Regions from separate parts of the Mus musculus genome. Here all the other regions are linked to region 1. A link is a contact called in public HiChIP or PLAC-seq and promoter capture Hi-C data. All regions are on one chromosome and are shown on one strand. The core of a region is the stretch at or near the end of the contact, and the rest is flanking DNA. Distances in the headings are between cores, read along the strand shown.

Region 1 (4,479 bases), core at 559-3,058:
CCATATTCTAGGGAGTTGGAGATAGGATTTTGGAGTAAGGGTCCAACAAGCCACAAATCTGGGAGGTTATCAGGATAGTGAGGTGGTAGTCTTCACACTGAAAAAGACCACATTCTACAAACTTCTTTCTAATCCTGCCCTTCCTTCTACTGCCTTCCTGTGCAGTTCTGAGGCCCACCTGATGGAAAGAGGACGGGGACTCAGGACTTTCATACCCATGAAGTTTTTCAGTGTTTCATGCTTAGAGCCCACAAAGCAGAAGCAGTTTCTAACTAAATTTCGCATTGAACCAGGTGTCCTTGTTTTCTCTGTACAACTTATCGTTTATTTATTTATAGAGACAAGATCTGCTTGCTCGCATTGAGACATTTATTTATTTATTTAGACAAGGTATATGTAGCCCTGTCCTGGAACTTGCTATGTGAACCAAGATGGCCCCGAACTCACACATTCTCCTGTCTTTGCCTCACAAGGGCTGGGGTTAAAGGTGTAGACCACTATACCTATCTCCTATAAAAAAATTTTAGAAGTGCACTTCAGACAGATAAGCAACCAATTAATTTACAACTATGTACATGTTTTTTCCATAGGGAACTATGAGGACTTAGTGGCTAAAGTTGCTTGGAAAATTAAGGCACACAGACACTATGAACCTGGAGAATTGGGAAGTGCTCCAATAGAAGGCCCTAAAGAACACTTAGTCCTAACACCGGCATACATCTCTCCATAGATTTCTTGAATCTTTTTCCAGAAGATGCTAGGAGTAGCTACAGCTTAAGAAGGCTGGAGACATGGCTGCTTGGGAAACAACTGTCGGTAGTTGGCAGTACTTCACCCCAAGGTTGTGCTTACAACTCCCTGGGCAGCAGACATCATGGATTTTGCTGCTTCTGGGAACCAGAGGTCCCTCCATTTCTGTGCTGGATCCCTTAGAGACAAAGAACTTCACTTCTTTCCCCAACCCATGTGGGACCGCCAGGGAGCCTAGAGGGTGGAAGCTTGACTTCTACTCCATGAAACAGCCGCAGGCTCCAAGGGAGCCTGGGTCGGGGCCGGTCCCGAAGGCGCGCGGGGCTCCGGTGTGGGCCAGGCGCGTAGCCAGGTCGCCAGGGAAGGGCTATCCGACGAAGGCCGGCTCAGCAGAGCGGTCGGTAGGCGTCCGCGAGGGGCGGGAGCATCTACCTCCTTCCTTCCTCCCCAACCCCATTCTCTCGCACTTGGTTTTGCCGGGGATCCTCCGCATTCCCCAACCACCAGCGGCCGCCCTCGCCCTTCTTCCCTCCCCAGCCCGCCCCTGCCTCGGCAGCCCACCTTCGCCCGCTCCTGCGTCCTCGCCCTCGTCCCCGACCTCCCCTCGTGGGCCCCCGCGCCTCGGTCCCCTCCCCCTCGCGGCGGCAGCGGTAGCCGCGGCCCCTTTCACAATAGCGCTACCCGCCTCCCTCCTCTCCGCTCCCGGTTCGCTCCCGCCCGCTGCCCTCTCGGCGCATGCGCGCTCCGGTCGGCGGTGGCGGCGGCTGCGGCGGCTCCGTTTTTTTTAAAGGGAAACGCCGAGGAGTCGGGGGTGACTGTGGGGGAGGGGGACCCGGCGGCGCGGAGAACCCCCGGGGGAGGCGGCAGACCCCCCCTCCCGGAGTAGGAGGGCTCTGGGCGGACCCGTCCCTCCCACCCCCTCCCGAGGAGGAGCAAGGGGGGGGAAATGGAGGCTCGGGGCGGCTGAGGCGAGCTCCGGGGCGGGGGGCCGGGGCGGGGAAGGGGGGGTGCGGGGTGGGGAGACGAGGCGGGCCCGGCCGGGCAGGGGGGGCCGAAGCGAGCTCCGGGGATGAGCTCGGGGGCGGCTGGGTGCGAGCTCCTGCCTCTGCGGCGAAGGCGACGGTGGCGGCAGCAGAGGCGGCGGCGAGGCCACCATGGGTCGGCGGCGGGCCTCAGCTGCGGCCTCCACTTCTCCGCTCGCCGGCGGGATGGCGCCCGGGCCTCGGAGAAGCCGCGTTAGCGGAGGCCTGCGGCTGCTCTGCTGAGCCGAGCCCGCCAAACTCCCCTCCCCCTCCTCCGTCCTCGACCCCCCGCACCTCGCCCCTTCCCCACCCCCTCCTCCGTCTCGGTCCCCCGCGCTGCTCCGGACCACTATGACCATGAGATCCGCAGTGTTCAAGGCGGCCGCGGCCCCTGCCGGCGGCAACCCCGAGCAGCGACTGGACTACGAGCGGGCTGCGGCGCTGGGCGGGCCCGAGGACGAGTCCGGGGCGGCCGAAGCCCATTTCCTCCCCCGGCATCGTAAGCTCAAGGAGCCGGGGCCCCCGCTGGCCTCTTCCCAGGGCGGGAGCCCCTCGCCCTCTCCAGCCGGCTGCGGCGGCGGCAAGGGCCGGGGCTTGTTACTCCCAGCCGGGGCGGCCCCCGGGCAGCAGGAAGAGAGCTGGGGCGGTTCGGTGCCCTTGCCCTGTCCGCCCCCAGCTACTAAACAAGCCGGCATCGGCGGGGAGCCAGTCGCAGCCGGCGCTGGCTGCAGCCCCCGGCCCAAGTATCAGGCGGTGCTGCCCATTCAGACGGGCTCTATCGTGGTGGCGGCGGCCAAAGAGCCTACGCCCTGGGCTGGGGACAAGGGTGGGGCGGCTCCCCCAGCTGCCACCGCCTCGGACCCGGCGGGACCCCCACCACTACCTCTGCCCGGGCCACCACCCCTCGCGCCCACCGCCACTGCTGGGACCCTGGCGGCCAGTGAGGGCAGATGGAAGAGTATAAGGAAGAGCCCTCTCGGGGGTGGCGGCGGCTCGGGAGCCTCCAGTCAGGCCGCCTGCCTCAAACAGATCCTTCTGCTGCAATTGGACCTCATCGAACAGCAGCAGCAGCAGTTGCAGGCCAAGGAGAAGGAGATAGAGGAGCTGAAGTCCGAGAGAGATACGGTACGGGAGGGGTTAATCTGCATTAGGGATGGAGAGCGAGCTCTGCGCATGCTCGGGGGAAGGGGGCTGTAGGAGGCAGAGGTCCCCGCTCGGTTAGGGTTAGAGGAAGTTGGCCACCAGCTAAAGAGTGCCTTAGATGTTGGGTCGTTAGGAGCCTGGCATCACTGACACGTTGGGTCGGAAGGAAGGGTTAAAGGGCAACCTGTGTGTGTGTGGTGGGGGGTGTTATGGGAGGCTTCGGTTGCCAAAGGGTTAATTTAAAACGACAGCCCCACACTTGTGGGAAAGACGTTTAGAGTGGGAAAGACCTGATTTACGAGGGGTTAAAAATGATAGGGTGGGGTGCAGATGTGGCTGTATGGCAGGGGTTGTATTCAAGCGCTGTTGCCTTAGCTGTGCATTGGAGAGGAGGCTATAACAGCTGTTGCCGTAACCACCGCTGTTGCATCTTTAGACAGGAGGGTTGTCATAGGTCTTTTGGTCGGTAGAGGGTAAAGATGGTGTACGTGGAATCCTGTTTTAGCTCTCCTAAATGAGAATCACTGCCTTTGATTTCAGAGAGTTTCTAGTAGAAAATCTGAGTTATAAAACACTACCCGCTGACCACGTCCCTTGACTAAGCTGGCAGATTTTGAGACATAAGCTTATTCGATGTATTCTGTAAACCCTTCCACCTCCCAGACCTGTTTTTGAATCTTGAGGTATTAGAAAAGTTGTTGGTTATTTCTTTGTACTCCTGGAAAGCATGACTCCATAGGCTTGCTTGCATGAGCAGCAGCCTTGGGCACACATGTTAAGCACACTCCCTCACACCTCAGGGCCGCTGGGGTGGTGGGTGCTACAGTGGTAACATACCTTTTAGACGCCTAAAAATAAACATGGCTTCTACAGTGCGCTCAGGCCCTGCTCCCCCCTCCCTCCCTCCTGGCTCCTCTTACTCTGGGGCTTCACGCACCACAGGCTGAGCATGGGAGCAGAAGAGCTGTTCATTTTGTTTGCTTCCTAAATAAGTCGCCATCAGGCCTCTGTTTGATTGGAGAGTGCCTTCTGCAAGGTGGAACAGGAGCTGGGGCAGGTCTTGTTGAAATACCTCAGTGTTGCTTTGTGGAAGTAACTCAGCATGGAGTGGCACTGCTCAGCACTGTACTGCAGTCTACGGTGTGATGGCCCTGCCGTAAAAACACAACATATCCTTCCTTTCATGGGAAGGGGGTGGGAAGAGAAGGATCAGTAAAGGAGAAGAAATGAAGACTATGTCACCCACGAAACATGGCTAAGTAATGCTAAGGCTGTGAATCAGAACACAGGTGACACGAGTGGCTGGCAGGGGGCGGGGGGACACTACTGCAGCTGGAGGGTTGTGCTGAGTTCTTGAGGTGATGCCTTCTTTGGCCTCCTTCATAGGCTTTTCAAGGTAGGAAAAAGTGGGGTGAGTTAATGCTAAGGCATTGGTCTGAGCTTGGCATTCACGGCTTCTGTCATGTACTACAGTCTTAGCCCTGCTTAGGCCTGCTCTTATTCTAGTCATTGTTTGGCCTCTGCTGAAGTCAATGCCATGGCAGTAAGAGAGCAGCAGTGACGT
Region 2 (4,479 bases), core at 1,136-3,635, 800 kb before region 1:
CACCATGATTGCTGGGCATGGTGGCACACACCTTTAATCCCAGCATTTGGGAGACAGAAGCAGGTGGATCTCTGAGTTTGAGGCCAGCCTGGTCTACAGAGTGAGTTCCATGCCCCTTCCCCATTCCAAAGGAAATGAAACAATAAATACCGAGCCTGGGCTACATAGTGAGATTGTCTTTTACAATCTAAACCAGCCAGTCTCTCTCAGCAGAGGGAAAAGTCTTTTTATTTGTTGATTTGTTTGTTATTTTCAGAGGACCTAAATATATAATCTGTCACCCTGGCTGGCTTTAAACTCCTGAACTCCAGCAATCCTCCTGCCTCAAACTTCTGAGTGGCCTTCTGGCCTCACAGGCTCCAGCAGCAGGTAGACCCAACAGTGGGTTTGTGGGTCACGAGGAAAGTAGCAGCCCCAGCAGGAAGAGGGAGAAAAAAAACCAATGTGTTGTTTGTGAATTTCACAACCTGGGAGAAACCCAGAAAAAAATCTAAAGAGAAGTGAAAAAAGGCACGTTGACCTTTGGCTGGAGTCCCAGACTCCGTATTTTCTCTTTGGTCCTGAGAAAATTGGAAATCTTTGATATATTTCTCCAGCACTACAATTCAAGGCAGACTCCAAGAAAGAGGCTGTAGTCATCACATCACACTGGAGCATCCTCCTAGGGCCCCTATGGCTGTCTGCCCTCTGCTAAGGCAGCACCCCCAGCGGGGGGGATTCACCTCTACCTCTACTGCGCTCGGGCCCTCCCTCCTCCTCATGTCTTACCAACCTTTCTTTTTTGTTGTTGTTGTTGTTGTTTGTTTGTTTTTGTTTTTCGAGACAGGGTTTCTCTGTGTAGTCCTGGCTGTCCTGGAACTCACTTTGTAGACCAGGCTGGCCTCGAACTCAGAGTGCACCACCACGGCTGGCCCAACCTTTCTTAAAGACAGTTCAGGGTCCATGACTCCCCACTCCATCAGCTTTGGCTGGCTCTCTGTTGCCCACTGAGTTCAAAGCAACTTCCTTATGTGGCCTTTGAGAGCCTCCATAAACAGCCCCTGCGTGCCTACTTCAGCAGTATTTACATCCACTGGTCCTCACTCAGGCCCCGGTCTTAGCCAGATCTCTCACCAGTGCCCGTGCTTCAATGTCTCCTCTGCTTTGAAAGGGAAACACCTGGCAGCCTTTAACTGGGATGCTTGTGGTAAGCAAAGACAAACAGAACCAACCCTTGGAAGCTCACCTCTGGCCTCCACAGACCCACCCAGGCACATATGACACACACCTTCATCCCATTCCTCTTGGTGGACAGAGCTAGAACAACACAGAATTGAAGACATGATCCACACAGTCCATCAGGGCTGATTCCATGTCAGCCCCAGGAAGGGAGCTGGGGTTGGGGCTGGGAGGCTTGACAGGGGCACAGAAGGTATTTGGAGAAATCACCCAGTGTTTGAGGCATGGCTGCCATCTGGTTCCTAGGGGAAGAAAGGCGTCCTGCTTTGTCACCCAGTTGCAGAATTGAAAGTGACATTCGGCAAGCTGGGGGCACACTGAGTGAACAGAACAGAACTGCGGTGGTGGCTGGAGAGGGCTCAGTTAGGAAGGGTTGAGAGTGGCTTTCTGCTCTTCCAGGGGAATAGAGTTTGGTTCCTGGCGTCCATGGAGGTCAGGGGATCCAGCATTCTCTTCTGGCCTCCATGCTGTTTGTGCAAGCGCATGCACACACGCACATGCGCGAGTGCACACACACACACACACACACACACACACACACACACACGTGCACACACACACACACTTCTCTGAGAAGATTTGATTTAGAAGGAAGCCTAGACAGCCACTATGGAAGCTAAAACAAGATTTAGGATATTGGACTGAAACCACAAGCCCATCCTGGGCCAAAGTGGCCTCAGTTTAACCCAGCCTATTTCAGGATAGTGATCCTTGCTGGGGAGTGGTGGCACACGCCTTTAATTCCAGCACTTGGGGTTGAGGCCAGTCTACAGAGTGAGTTCCAGAACTACACAGAGAAACCCTGTCTTGAAAAAAAAAAAAATCCTAGCAACCACATGGTGGCTCACAACCATCTGTAATGGGATCTGATGCTCTCTCCTGGTGCATGTCTGAAGACAGTGACACTGTATTCATATCAATTAAAAAAAAGGGGGGGGACAGTGAACCTTTGGGCTGACCTGGGATCTGTGGCCTGCCCCCCTTCTGTCACAGAGGCAGTATCCACCAGAGTTGGAAGAAGCTAGTCAGAGAAGCAGTGAGGGAAAGGAAATCAGTTAGGAGGGAATCCCCCTGCCTCAGCTTCTGAGTCCCAGAAGTGGTGGCAGCACCAAGCTGGCTGATGTCATGGCTGTTAAAGTCCTCACGTGTCCACACCCACGAGCTTGCTGATCCGGCAGTCTAAGTGGGTAGAGGGCGTGGTTACCTAAAAACAAGACTTCCTCCCCATCTCTACTATCTGTGCCGGCTAGAAATACCTACCTAAGTTCTGAGCAAATGCAGTTGTAGGCAGCTGGTGCAGGAAGAGACGTATTTGGACACCTGCTTCCTCCATCTCAACCCCCTAACCCCTACTCTTTCCAAAATCAGGGTTTCCTGGAGCAGAAGAATTATGAACTTGGGGATCACAGGCAGCACATAATGATATTTGTGGAGGCTGGTAAAGTTGCCCCCCCACACACACACACACCCCGCTGGACTCCTCTAGGGGTCAGTGGCTGCCTTCCTCTATGGCCTGAACTGAGGTTTCCTCCCAGGTGGATATCAGCGGCATCATCTATCTGCAGGGAAGACCGTGTCTAGCCATGACCATTTACAGTCCTTCAGAACAAAACTTAGAAGGCCTGCTGTGACCTGCTCCTGCCAAGCTGCTCTGGCCACCAGCTGTCACCATGTTGTGTTAGTCAGGAGCCACTAGCATGTCATGCATGTCCCCTCTCTCCTCTGCACTAGGAACTTCCTCCCTCTTCTCTGCCTCGGGTTAACTTAACCATGTTCCCAGGTTTCAAGGGAGCTTCACCTCCCTCTCAAAGCCTTCTCTGACCTCTCTGGTTAAGGAACTGGTGTTCCCGGTACTGACTGCTCCCCCACAGCAAGAAACTTGGAGCGCTATCTGTGGTTTCCAGTTTGACTTGTGCCTACCACAGAGGAGATCTTTAATAAATGCTGGCTCCACACCTAAACATAGACGTGAATGATCGATTACCATGCAAAGGTAGTGGGGAGGATGGGAGGCAGAGCAGGGCTCTCAACAACTCTACTATCAGTTCCCCAAGGGACTCTGCCCCTGGGCTGCCCAGATCCCTGTCTGTGATCTGCTGGCTTATCTGGAGGCCATCAGGGGTCCGATGTCAGACTGACCCTTAAACACAAACTATGAACAGAAGCACTCAGGCAGGGGACCCAGATGTTCAAGTCTTCTAGAGCTGTCACCTCAAAAACAAGACCTAGGAAGGCAAGGAAGCTTTGCAGGTGCTGTGTGAGGCAGGACAACAGCTATGAGAGCCCACATCCTGGCAGCTGGTGACGAGGAGGGGCCTGCCACCTGCTTATTTTGTTCTCACATGTCTCAGGGGGCCTGGTCTCTCCAACCTCTTCACACCAGCGGAAAACCTCCCCGGCTCCAAAGCTCTCAGGACCCGTGTGATAGCACATCTGTAACTTTTGCAATCACACTCAGGAGGGTGAGGCAGGAGAGTTGCTATGAGTTTGAGTCCCACCTCAGCTGCATGAGTCCCAGGTCAGTCAAGAGTTACATTGTAAACCTGTCCCAAAATAAAACTTCCTGGCATGCTGGTTCACCCACTGCTGTGATCCCAGCATCTGGGGATGCTGAATAAATCCCAGTGTAGCTGGAGATACATGGTTACCCTTGTCTACTGAGTGTACTGAGTGACACCCTGTCTCGGGAGGAGGTGAACAAATAACCCCCCCCACCACCACCACACACACACACACCAAGCTGGGTGCTAAGTGTGTGGTGTCTTTAATCCCAGCAGTCAAGAGGCAGATCCAGGCAAACCTCTGAGATACAGAGGAGCCGAAGTTCACCCTTCCCTAGTGAGGAGCTGCTAGGGCACAGGGAGGTCAGAGTAGAAAGGGGCAATAAATAAATAAAAACAAAGTATGTGTCTTTAAGATGTGAACTAGTGAGGCTTGAGCCCACCGGCTCAATTAGCAGCACCCACCCCACCCCACCCCACCCCACCCCGCCCCCTTTGCAGGGAAGAAACAGGAGGTATGGCTGGTGTGAGCCTGTGGCTGAATGAGGAACACCTGCAGACAATCCCGAAGCAGCAAAACAAAGTACCATCTCTCCTTGGCCTCAAAGGCGCAGGCGGAGCATTTGCTTGCACTCCCCCTTGATCCCCAACAGGTCCCCACCCTCACCACGGAGAGAGAGTGAGACTGCAGGGCTGACAAAGTGTGGTGACAACAAAGAAAACAGGCTCAGGAGGTGGCCGCAAAGGACAGAACTGCGGT
Region 3 (4,479 bases), core at 1,099-3,598, 770 kb before region 1:
TGAGCCCCTGAGTAGGGAGGGAAAGACATTCAGCGCTTGAAGACATTTCTGAGGAAGGAAAAGAGGGAGGAGGTAGAGAACAGCCACATCCGGAGAAACTAAACATCCAACCTGTGGCCGGTGCCTAGGTGCCTCAGAGTAGGCTCAGCTTCCCACTCTGCCTCCACCCTAGCAGAACTTTCTCTCAGCCTCCGTCCTGGCAATCAGTGTTTATATTCCCCCCCAAGGCAGGATTCACTCTACTCCCACGCCAGCTGCTACTGCCCATGCCCCATCCCCATCATACTAACCCTGCTCCATCCATCTAAAGGCCCTGTGGCCCCACCCCAAGCTGAGACTAGAACATATACTCCTGCCAGTACCAGGTAAGATGGTTAATCTCTCTTAGTGGGCTCTAACTGGGGTGGGGGATCCTGTCTGACCTCTCATATGCCAAAGTTATGGCATTGAGTGTCTCTTTGCTTCCTATATGGGAGCTGCTTCTGTGCCCCCCTCATACACACACACACACACACACACACACACACACACACACACACACACTCATATTTCATATTCTTGGCCCTTGCCCAGTACAGGATGGGCAGAATGCCCAAAAGCTCCTGCCCCTAACCTCTATCCCAGACTTTCTTTGACCAAAGAGCCTAGAGGCACCTCAGCGACACTGCAGGCTCTGGCTCCTGAGACCTGGTGACAAGGAAGCTGGTGAGCCAGGCATAGTGACTCACACCTGTGATTCTCTACTCTTTGGAGGTAGAGGCAGGAGGATCATAAGTTCAAGGCCAGCATTGACTATATAAGATTCTATCACACACACACACACACACACACACACACACACACACACACACACACGAATAATAGGACTGAATATTCTATGATCCTCTTTCCTTCTCTAAAACTGAGCATACAGCTAAACTAGTTTTGAGGCTCTCTACAGACCTAAGAGCATTCTACAGTGAACCTCAAGACTCTTTCACAGCACTACCTCACCCCAGCTGGGCAAAGGGAGTGGCCTTCAGAGGGACAGGGGACAGCTGAAAGGAAGGCATCAGTCAGCTGCCTCCCAGACTCCAAGGGGCCTGGGGTGGAGAGACGAAGTATTTTTAGGTCTGACCTGACCCCCCCCCCCATACACACCCATCAACCACATCATGTTGCTTACAGTTGCTCCAGGCTGGCCACAGCAATGCAAGTGTTAATGCTATCCTTGGAGAAGGACAAGTCCTAGAGAAATCCCCTGGCATGGCCACCACATGCCCTGCTGGTCATTCTAGGGGGACCTTGTATGCCCAAGAACGCCCCTACCTAGGAATAACCCAGGCACATAGGAAAAGTGAACGTGCTAGAGGGCAGCGCCCCTCCCCCAGGTAAAACAGCGACCTCCACTCCAAGACAGTGAGTTGGCACCCATCCAACTTTCCAAACTTTGGCGGCTCCCACCCCTTGGGGCAGGGGGTGGGGTAAGCTAATGTGGGTGTTGGGAGTAGGGAAACATCCAAGACAGGGATGGAGACCAGGTGACTAGGGGAGGGCCTCCCTGAGCTGATCTCTTCTCCACCTTCGAAAGCCAATGTCTGAGCCTTCGAAGGCCTGTTGGCAACGCCCTCTGACCATCGTCTAGGCCTTTTCCCAGTATTACCCCCGCCCCACCCACACCCACTAGCGCCCCTAAACGTGCTCTGCGTCGCCCCCCTCGCCCGATTCGCTCTCCAGCCTCCCTCCAACTCCGCTTCTCAAGGCCTGGATTCCCCCCAACCCCCATCAGCATCCCCGCTGTCAGCCTGCTGGAGCCAGTACCCCAGCAGCAGGAACCTGGACGCGGGGGAGACCTGGAGGCGAGGTTGACAGGCATTCCAACCGCCTCCTCTCCGCTCCGCAGCACCGCAACCCGACTCGGACCAATAGTCCATCGATCATTAACCCTCGAGAATGGAGGGTCGCGCAGACACCCCTCTCCCATCCACGCGGGGCATATAACCCTTTCCTTCCCGGGGCTTTCCAAGCCGACCCCAAGATCCGTAGGAGCGGCCCTTTCCCTCGAGCTTGCCACCTCGCCTTACCTGTGGGCTGGGGTCGAAGACCTCCATAGGGATCTCTTGGGAAGGTGGGTAAGGGCCCCGGGACATGCCGCTCTTCTGGACCATGGAGAGGATCCTCCGGTCCGGCCGCCCTCCCAGCCCAGCCGGGCGCTCTCAGCGCATGGGAGAGGCCGTCCGAGCCCAGAGCAGCGCGGCGTCGCGCAGCCAGCACCGGGTGCAGTCTCCCAGCTGGACCTCCGGCTGCACGCTCGCCGCCTTGCTTGCCCTCCCGGCTCGCGCTGTGCTCTCTGCGGCCGCTGCCGCCGTCGCCGCCGCCGCCGCCTCCGCCCCTGAAGGTTCAGCATCTCCCCCCGCCCCTCCCTCGCTCCCGCCCCGCGCCGCGGCCCCGCCCCTCGAGCCCCTCAACCGGCTGCGCGCAGACAATGGCCGAGTGGCGTAGCCCCGCTGGCCTCCAGAACGTGGAGGGGCTCGATCGCTGTCCTCCGATTAGACTGGGATGAGGGCGGCCTGCAGGGGACTAAGGGGAAACCGGCCTTGAGGCTGGGATGGAGGTGGGGGGCGTTTACCAGTGTGTGCCAAGCGTTGATGGGGGGGTGGGGAGGTGGTGAAACGCCGCTCGGTATGACTGGTACCGCCTCCCTTTCTGTCCCAAACTACTCTCTCAGCTGGTCTCCCTGAGCGACTCTAGCTTGGGCCACCGGAACTTCCCGGTCCCTGTGATCCTGGGACCTGCCTTTAACTCCTTTCTCCCCAGTGTCAGGCCCAGGCCGCCATGAAACTAGCTGAGTAGACCTCCCTCTCCAACCGGGCTCTAGGTCTACTGGCCCCAGCCGGGCCTGGATGATGGGGTGAGTGTCCAAAGAAGGCCACCAGGGACATTAGGATTGCTATCCAGGGACCCAGGAATGCTTCGACCTCATCAGTTACTGAGGTCTCATAGGCTCTTCCAAAAGGCCAGGAGTCAGGCTTGGCAAGTCCCTGTTGCTTCTAAGAGAAGGGGAAGAGGAGGAAGTATAAACGGGGGGAGGAGCTATTCAAAATTATACACCATGACTGTTGACCTAGGGTTGTCTCTCTCCTTTATCCTTGACTGAGGAACAAATGTCCCAGAACTGTGGCTCCGGCTCAGCTGGTTATTGGATCCTAAAAGGGTCGACCTCCACCAAGCAGTGGTGGAGCACACATTTAATCCCAACACTATGGAGACAGAGGCAGGTCAGCCTCATTTACATAGTGACCCTCAGGACAACCTGGGCTACATAGAGAAGCCCCGTCTCAAATAAACAAACAAGCATTCTTTGTTTCCTACAGTGTTGCTAATACTATGGTATCTTTGCCCACTGAAATTCTTGGCAAGATGAGAGAACAGTAAGAGGCCCAGAAGCTGGGTCTGATGGTGTACAGCCATGTTGGGGGCTTGAGGCCAGCCTAGATCACATCATGAGTTTGAGGCCAGCCTTAGCTACATAGAGAGACCCTGTCACAAAACATGAATGAACAAGGAGGCTGGAGAAATGGCTCAGTGGTTAAGAGCACTAGCTATTTGCTCTTCCAGAGGTCCTGAGTTCAATTCCCAGCAACCACATGTTGGCTCACAACCGTTTGTAATGGCTTCTGATACCCTCTTCTGATGTGTCTGAAGACATCTACAGTAACTCATATAAATAAAATAAACCTTAAAAAAAAACATGAATGAACAAACAAAAAAAGTCCCACAACAAAAAAATGATGGCTGGGCTTCTGGGGGTGCTTAATGAGCAGCATGGGAGCCATCTGTGGCAAGAGGACCAGTTCTTCCTCCTCCATCCAGCTCAGAGAGCAGAGAGATAAGAAGATGAAGCCGGAGCCAGTCATGGTGGCGCACGCCTTTAATCCCAGCACTCGGGAGGCAGAGGCAGGCAGATTTCTGAGTTCCAGGCTAGCCTGGTCTACAAAGTGAGTTCCAGGACAGCCAGGACTATACAGAGAAACCCTGTCTCGAAAAACAAACAAACAAAAAAGATGAAGTCAGGCAGTGGTGGTGCACGCCTTTAATCCCAGCACTTGGGAGGCAGAGTGAGGACAGCCTGGTCTTCTACAAAGTGAGTTCCAGAACCAGGGCAGTCAGGGCTACACAGAGAAACCTTGTCTCGAAAAACAAGAAGAGGAAGAAGAAGAGGAAGAAGAAGAAGAAGAAGAAGAAGAAGAAGAAGAAGAAGAAGAAGAAGAAGAAGCAGCTTTGCCAACGTCCAGTGCCCTAAAATAAAGACTATTTTCTGCGTTTTGCTTGCCTAGAGCCTGTGTGCTGTTTGGATTCCTCACTGTGGATTCTGAGAAGTGATGTTCATTCTCTGATCACATCATCTGATAAGGACCCTGAGTAGTGAGGAAACCATGAACATTGCCAACACTGGCAGGGTTCCTGTCTGCACACTGAGGACAACAGAGCCTGGCAAGA

Evidence for each region. Promoter capture Hi-C pulls out the DNA fragments that hold promoters and counts their contacts. HiChIP or PLAC-seq counts read pairs in DNA pulled down with a chosen protein or histone mark.
Region 2: a contact with region 1 is called in a promoter capture Hi-C map of pre-B cells. The contact joins the enhancer-like site here to the promoter of Msl1 in region 1. A contact is called at or near these places in 1 of 39 promoter capture datasets (pre-B cells), 3 of 115 datasets of contacts at active chromatin or transcription factors (bone marrow-derived macrophages, memory CD8 T cells and microglia) and 1 of 9 other capture datasets (liver).
Region 3: an H3K27ac HiChIP or PLAC-seq map of microglia shows a contact between it and region 1, with 5 times the contacts expected there. The contact joins the promoter of Cacnb1 here to the promoter of Msl1 in region 1. A contact is called at or near these places in 1 of 39 promoter capture datasets (pre-B cells), 1 of 15 datasets of contacts at CTCF or cohesin (large pre-B cells), 1 of 484 Hi-C or Micro-C datasets (embryonic stem cells), 5 of 115 datasets of contacts at active chromatin or transcription factors (bone marrow-derived macrophages, epiblast stem cells, microglia and 2 more) and 1 of 9 other capture datasets (liver).

The regions. Positions count from the first base shown.
Region 1 is chr11:98,793,708-98,798,186 of GRCm38.p6, forward strand. It overlaps Msl1 (male specific lethal 1), which reads left to right and starts at 1,809. Exons shown (of 9, transcript NM_028722.3): 1 at 1,809-2,897. The coding sequence starts at 2,124.
Region 2 is chr11:97,997,061-98,001,539 of GRCm38.p6, forward strand. It overlaps Cacnb1 (calcium channel, voltage-dependent, beta 1 subunit), which reads right to left. Exons shown (of 14, transcript NM_001282977.1): 14 at 4,448-4,479. Among named protein-coding and RNA genes, the nearest start is that of Arl5c, 3.1 kb to the left of the region's middle. Within about 2 kb of position 2,386, at least 88 of the 459 cell types and tissues checked have an H3K27ac peak or open chromatin away from gene starts, as enhancers often do. A contact at or near this core is called in bone marrow-derived macrophages, memory CD8 T cells and pre-B cells, where this site is marked.
Region 3 is chr11:98,020,279-98,024,757 of GRCm38.p6, forward strand. It overlaps Cacnb1 (calcium channel, voltage-dependent, beta 1 subunit), which reads right to left and starts at 2,349. Exons shown (of 14, transcript NM_001282977.1): 1 at 2,064-2,349. The coding sequence starts at 2,147. It also overlaps a transcript of Rpl19 not described here.